Linked DNA regions of Mus musculus: region 2 is linked to region 1. Evidence: chromatin contacts called from public Hi-C data. All regions are on one chromosome and are shown on one strand. The core of a region is the stretch at or near the end of the contact, and the rest is flanking DNA. Distances in the headings are between cores, read along the strand shown. Region 1 has its middle 190 kb from the start of Pdgfc. Region 2 has its middle 50 kb from the start of A830029E22Rik.

Region 1 (3,477 bases), core at 356-2,855:
ATACCAAGAGGCTTTCCTAGTGCGATGCTGTGTCTCAGTGCTTGTTTAGTGACAGGAAGAGAACAGTACTAGCAAGCCATCCAGATTTCATAGTTATCTGTTTATCTCTCCACAACGTACCCTTTGCTTCCATTTTTATAAATTATCATTTATTATTATGTATTATGTGTATATATGTATGCCTTAGTGTATGTGTAGTGTATGAGCATGAAGGAGCCTACAGATGTCAGAAGAGGTATCATATCCTGTGAAGCTGGAATTACAGTCAGCTTTGTGTTATCAGTTCAGTTCTGTGAAAATGAATGTTTGTCTTCTGCATGAGCAAAAAATGCTCTAGCCACGAAGTAATATCTCTAAGTCCAGAAGATTTTTATTGATTTACTCCCAGGTACTCCTGCATTGCTCTCTTGGTTCTCTCTCTCCTCTCTCTCTCTCTCTCTCTCTCTCTCTCTCTCTCTCTCTCTCTCTCTCTCTCTCTTTCTCCAATACTTCTTTCATTTTATTCTTATATATGAGCAACTGCTATTGAGTTCCTGGGGCTCAAGAAATTTTCTGTATGAACCTTTCAAGTTGCTTGAAGAACAAACAAAGATGTTGAATCCAGTCAGCCTGTGGCATTTGTTGTAACAGAAGATATTCTTGAGAGCTGGGTGTGGTGGCGCATGCCTTTAATCGCAGCACTCAGGAGGCAGAGGCAGGCAGATTTCTGAGTTCGAGGACAGCCTGGTCTACAAAGTGAGTTCTAGGACAGACAAGGCTATACAGAGAAACCCTAGTTCTGTGTCCCTTTATCAACCATGTTGTGTCTGCAGCCTCTCCTGAGTTTTGTTACTGTTGTGGTCATAAACATGTACCTTGCATTCCTTCACTGTTTTGATTTATGTTGTCTTTTGGGTATATCCTTGCATTTGTGTACAGATGCTTAGTCAAAAAGTTACTCTTGTTTCTGTTTCCCTGACCCTTGCTTCACTGTGGTTCTTTCCCTGAGATTTCTGTAATTTTAGAGGGTTTTTACCTTTTCCACCTAATTCACCCATGCTGTCAGCTCACCCACTGGAGATGTATTTTGGTAGAGAAAAATAAAGTTGAATGATAAAGATAAAAGGCGCAGAGCTAGTTTTCTAAAACTGATGAAAAACTCTTGATTCAAACAAGGTTATGAATCAATAAAGTAGCCAGTAAAGGAAGCTAGAAGGTAATGTAATATCTGTTGATGTCTGTATTTTGGAAAAAGGTAATGGGAATAAGGCTGATCCTGTGATGGGCTAGAACAAACCTGGCCTATTGGAAGAGGCCACACAGCAGGAAAGAACATGTTTCTCCGAGATACTATCATTTCATCAGCTCTGCAGTTAACTTTATTTTAGTACCTTTGAAAGCTGCCCCTACAAATCAATGCCACCATAAGTGTCTGTGCAAGGAGATAGGCTAACACTTTCGGTGTAGATATAAGTTCTGTTCAAGGATGCTGAAAAGAATCTAGTGAACTCCACTCCCTGCAGAACTGCTGGAAGATTCTCAAGGATTAACTTGCCAGATGTACGTCAGAGATAATTACTCAGAAAGAAAGCAGAGCCTGCTTGGGAGAAATTATGGGAGAGATGACAGGGAGTACAAGAAAGGCTTAAGCATCTTAACCTCTGCTCAGGTCTGGCCTTGCCTCCAACACTGTGGCCACCTGACTTTCACATGCTTAAAGTCAAGGATCTTCTCTTGTCAAAGTCCTCGCCCCTAAGAATGCAGATCTCTTCACCACAGGGCGAGAAGAAAGACACATGGCCCAGAAAACATCATCCTGATTTACATAGAAGAAATAGAAAAAGAATTCTTGCTTGGAACACGGCCTCAGTAGTCTCTCAACCTATTAGCTGCCGTCTACTGTGTCATTTCTCGGTTTAAAATTTAGTTTTATATTAGCTTTCAAAAGTCTATATGTTTTTTCAAGTAACTTATAAGTGACAATTCATGTCAGCATCTAGTGCAAACATGAAGACTAATAAGAAAATCCTTCTCTGATAAAACAAATTCAAGAAGAATATCTTAAGTGAATATCTAATAATGTATTTCTTCATGTTAACACTTGAATAATTTTTTCCAGACATCTTTAATAAATTTTGAGTCAGAGTGTCAATGTCCCCTCTTGGTACTTTTGGTTAGTACTGTGTGATGAACTTTTTATCCATTTCATTATATATATATATATATATATATATATATATATATCTTAGTTGAGTAGTTCATATCACAATGCCTGAATGTATAGTCACATATTCCTATCCTGCTTTTCTGTTAAGATTCTACTCATAAGTGATTTGTTACTAGGTAAACTTATTTTTGAATATACTGCTGAGTTGAGTTCTTTGGTATACATGATGAGGTTAGCCCAATGGAAAATTTATTATGAATAAATTACAGCTGAGCACAAGTGCATAATTTGTTAGTAATAACAATAAAAATAGCAAAAATTTCGAGGGTCTCTCATTTTATCTGAATGTTCAAAAATCCAGGCCTCTTCTTCATGGCAGAAAATGTTTTCCACACTTTAATTTGTGTATAATCTTGGGACAACATCAAGGCATTAGTGAAATTAAGTTGTTTGATTCTGACTGAATGTTTCTAGTTCATCAAAATTCTGTCTAGATAGCATGTTAATTTTTTAGACTAAATTTCCTCTTAGGGCATACTTTGTGTTCTTCTTGTCTTGTATGCAGAGCATTAATCTGTAGAAGTGATTTTTTCCCCTTCATTTGTCTCTTTGAAAAATGCTTTGTCTAATTCCATCACTTTCCCTGCTCCCATTCCCCACTCCATGGTCTCCCAGGTGCCCTCGTTTTTGTGGCTCCCCTTACTCTTAGTATGATAATATGTTTACCTTTGTTTTTCTTTAATTATTATTAATGTACACATGTGTATGTAGATAAAATCTTGCTGACTGTTTATGTTGTTTGTTTAAATGGTATCTCACTGCATAGACCTCCAATATTCAAACAATAAAACTGATCTTATACATAAATATAATACTTTTGAAAAACAATGAAAAGACTTGAAAACCAACATTAGCCAGTTGGTGGTAGCTCACACCTTTAATCCCAGCACTCTGTGGGCAGAGGCAGTTAGATCTCTGAGTGCTAGGCCAGCCTGGTCTAAAGAGTATGTTCCAGGGCAACCAGGGCTATGCAGATAAACCCCGCAAAACAACAGGAACAACAATAACAAAATAGCAGTCCTGTTACTTGCTGGTATCTGTAAAAGAGAATTCAATTCACTTGATAATCAAATAGTGAATAACACTCATATTTACCTTTAAAAGTGACTTCTAGTTCAAGTAGGAAATGCATTATCCTTATATTTGGCTATCTGTGCATCTTGATAATTTTCATTATTATTTTTCAATCATTTGGGAACATATCTGGACATAGATGATCTTTGTCACGTGTATAGTTTGGCACTTGCCATTGCAACAGCAATTAAATTATC
Region 2 (3,477 bases), core at 296-2,795, 530 kb after region 1:
TTTATAGACTCATAATTAATAGGTCAGTTCCTGTACTTATTTGCCCATTCTTGTTGAAAAAGTGTCACAAGCTTCCACATGGAGATTGTGTTCACATCTGAGCATCTAATTGGATTACAGAGTGAAAACTTTGTTCAGTGTGCTATTTGATCAAATGGAGCCCATTTGTTTTCATTTGCAGTCTGACTTTTTATTGATTCCCTGTAATCTGATTTTATAATTCTTGTCTCTGCTCACCTCATTAAAATGCAACTTTTAAACGTTCTTCTCCAAAGTTTATGAAGACAAAGAGACAAACATGTACAATGGGGATTTTGTACCGCAAGAAATCTCAAATTGGACAAACAGCATATTCCAGGTGAATTTGGAAGTTCAATTCACTTCTACAGTTCAATTATGTGAGACTGTCTATTTGTAAAAGGGGTGGTGAGGGAATGTGTTGAAGGAGTTTTAACCTAATATAACTCCATCCTGCTATTTGAAAAGCATGTTGTCCAATAGAAATTATTTGGATACAGAGTATATTGCCTTTAAAAGTATAATCCCAAGCCAGTTGCCTACTTAATTCAATTCTGAGATGCACTGGAAAACAAATTGAACTTCAAAGAAAGTAGCCACAGGCCTCTCCAAACTTTGCCAGCTCACTTTATAGGCAGCTGAGGGTTTGGACATTAAATTTCATCTGCAAACCTTAATTGGCAGCATCTAAATTATTCTCTTTATAACATTACCACTATGGAAACTAAGGCTGGATACAGCATGTGAATCATAAAACACAAAACATTGGTCTTTGACGTTTTGCTGTTAATGCACTACAATCAAAAAGACTTCAAAAGAGGAAGTTTGGTCCCTTGATCACCTTGGGCTAACTGCCTGGTCTTCCATATACCTTTGTAAGCCAGAAGGCTGCAGAAACCCGTTTTCTGTTAATGAGATCACAGCCTGGTTCCAACAGTAAAACTTCAAACCCTGTGTGCTCTGCGAAAGTTATATGAAAACAAATTAAGTACACATCTCTTTACCTCATCCCTCTCTTTAGCAAGCAGATGCTTTGGAAGATGAATATCCTCTCTTATTTTTAAGATTCTTATAGCATTTGAGTTTATGGCAGCACACTATGCGCTGCCTTTTTTGCTCATAGACTTAGCCTCTTGTTCCTGAGAGCATGTGCATACACACACATCCAGGAAAGCTAGGATCTGTATCATGGTCTGTATCTGTCTTATTTACATTTTCATTCTTAAAGATTCTGCTGGCATTGGAAATGTTCACTAAGATTGTTTTGTGACAGGTCACACAGATGAATGTTAGAACTTACAGTAATGCTTTGAATATCTGGGAATCATTCATTTCTGGTTAAAATTGAGAATTCGGGTTCCTTTGATAAGGGACATAATAGAGATTCAAAAATGATGATAAACAGCACAGCAACAGTCGGTATGCATTAAAACTAGGCAAGAAGAGGTGGGAGAATCTCTTGTTGGAGGTGATGGGAGGAAGCACCTTGAATCCAAGCCTCTGATTCTACATTAAGCAGGCCCTAGACCACACACAGGCAGCTTTTCTGGCATCCCTGCTTTGCATATTTATCTTCTTTATAAAGCAGATGGTAAGACAGCATAAAAAGTTCTCTTCAGCATAACAGAATCTTATAAATGAAAATCATTTACAATAGAGAGAATTGCATCAATAAAACATAAAATAGATTTAATTGTTAACATGACATTGAACTCAATCCAAAATTAAGAATCAAAAGTAAGAAAGGTTTAAGATGCCTGACTCACTTTGTAGTAGACTATTTGCTGCTCCTGAGAGACCACAGTAAGAACACCCCCCCTTTTTTGGGGGGGATAGCAGTAGTGTGTTGTTCATGTTTGGTCTGACCCATTAAACATTTTATGGTCTAGTTTAACTCAGAAGGATAATTCCAAATAAGGAATCATAAGGATTTATATGCTTAGTACTGGGACCAAACATACTCTATTTTCAAGCAAAAGGAATTTCCTTAAAATGATGAATTCATGACCATGTTATTTTCATGGCCTGAGAATAATTTATAAACAAACCCAGGAATGAATATCATGTTTCCTTCTGCCCCTTTGTCGGAACCAAGAAGTTGCAAGCTCTTATGTAGAGCCTATTCACAGATTTTTTTGAAGGTAGGAAGACTATCATTCTAAGCAAACAAAAAAATTCAGGAGCAATTATCAAGCACAAACTAGGCCAGAGAGAAAGACGATTCCAAATGAAGGTACCAAAACTAAGAGTCCTGTGCTGACCCTGGCTAGTTCTGGATATTTCCCCAAAAGCCTTTGTTTTGAGTCTCACCTCATGTTGCCATCTCCTGGACATAGCTTTGTAGTCCATCACTCAAGGTGACTATAAGTCTCTTTTCTTTCTTTATGCTGCTTTCTGAACTACGTGTTTCTGAGATATTGGCCTCTAGATACTGTTAAATTGCCTGAGACTGATCATTTCAACATGATACGTCTATACTTGTTCCCATGGGAATAATAAAATAGTTTCTTTAAAAAATAGTGTATATGTATATATGTATACTTAGATGTATTTTATGGCATGATCTTATGTAGACTCTAACCTTTGATATTCCTCCTCCTGCTTCTCCAGAGCTGAGATAACAGGCATGTGCCACTGTGCTCAGCTATAAAACACGTCGTTTTTGGACCTTCTCTGTATGACAGGCATGTTGCTAGGTGTTTTGCAGACATTACATCACCAAATTGGTTGGCTTTTTTTTTTTAAATAAAGTCTGCAAAACGGAAATTATTGTCTTTACTTTGCAACCAGACAAACCTGAAACTCAGAAGAATCCAGTGAGTCCTATAACAGAAAGTTAAAGGTTCCATAGAAGACAAGCAAGACTCGCAGACTCTGAAGTTTCATTTAGCAGTGCTGCATGCCCAGCTAAAACCTTGGCCAAATGTTTCTTTTTCAAGACCTACTTTGATGTCTCTACTTTCTCACAGCAAACTTTGTGACTGCAGAGGATTTCGGCATTGCCTCTTCTGCTTTGCACTCCTTAGCATGTCTTGATTTGATTGTTACCCAGGTAGTCTCTTGCTCTTGTTACTATAAGTGCACTCCTGGTCCCTTTCACACCTTGTAGTCTTCTGTTAGCACAGTTGAGAACGTCTGTTCATGAAGATCTCCATCTCGAAGATCTGTGGATCACACCCGCTTGCTATTTCTATTATGTGCAAAACTCATCTGACTCAGTTATTTTAACCTGTTATACTTTTTCTTTGACCACAGCTCTACGCATATGTCTGATGTTTTCTTTGTCATGTACTTTGCCATAATTTCCTCAAATTCATTAGGTTACAAGTGGATGCACTTTTAGTGCTCTTTCTAGTCCATTCTTCCTGAATCTCCTTTCTTAATAAATTCAAACATATCCTTGTTGTCCTATTCCAATATCTATTCATTATCAGGTACTCTTCTTAGAAGATGCCATAT

What was found. Hi-C and Micro-C count contacts between places; a contact is called where the count stands out from the background.
Region 2: a Hi-C map of uterus shows a contact between it and region 1. The contact joins two enhancer-like sites. A contact is called at or near these places in 1 of 484 Hi-C or Micro-C datasets (uterus) and 1 of 115 datasets of contacts at active chromatin or transcription factors (embryonic fibroblasts).

The regions. Positions count from the first base shown.
Region 1 is chr3:81,220,251-81,223,727 of GRCm38.p6, forward strand. No RefSeq gene overlaps it. Among named protein-coding and RNA genes, the nearest start is that of Pdgfc, 190 kb to the left of the region's middle. Within about 2 kb of position 1,606, at least 4 of the 459 cell types and tissues checked have an H3K27ac peak or open chromatin away from gene starts, as enhancers often do. A contact at or near this core is called in uterus, where this site is marked.
Region 2 is chr3:81,750,521-81,753,997 of GRCm38.p6, forward strand. No RefSeq gene overlaps it. Among named protein-coding and RNA genes, the nearest start is that of A830029E22Rik, 50 kb to the right of the region's middle. Within about 2 kb of position 1,546, at least 4 of the 459 cell types and tissues checked have an H3K27ac peak or open chromatin away from gene starts, as enhancers often do. A contact at or near this core is called in uterus, where this site is marked.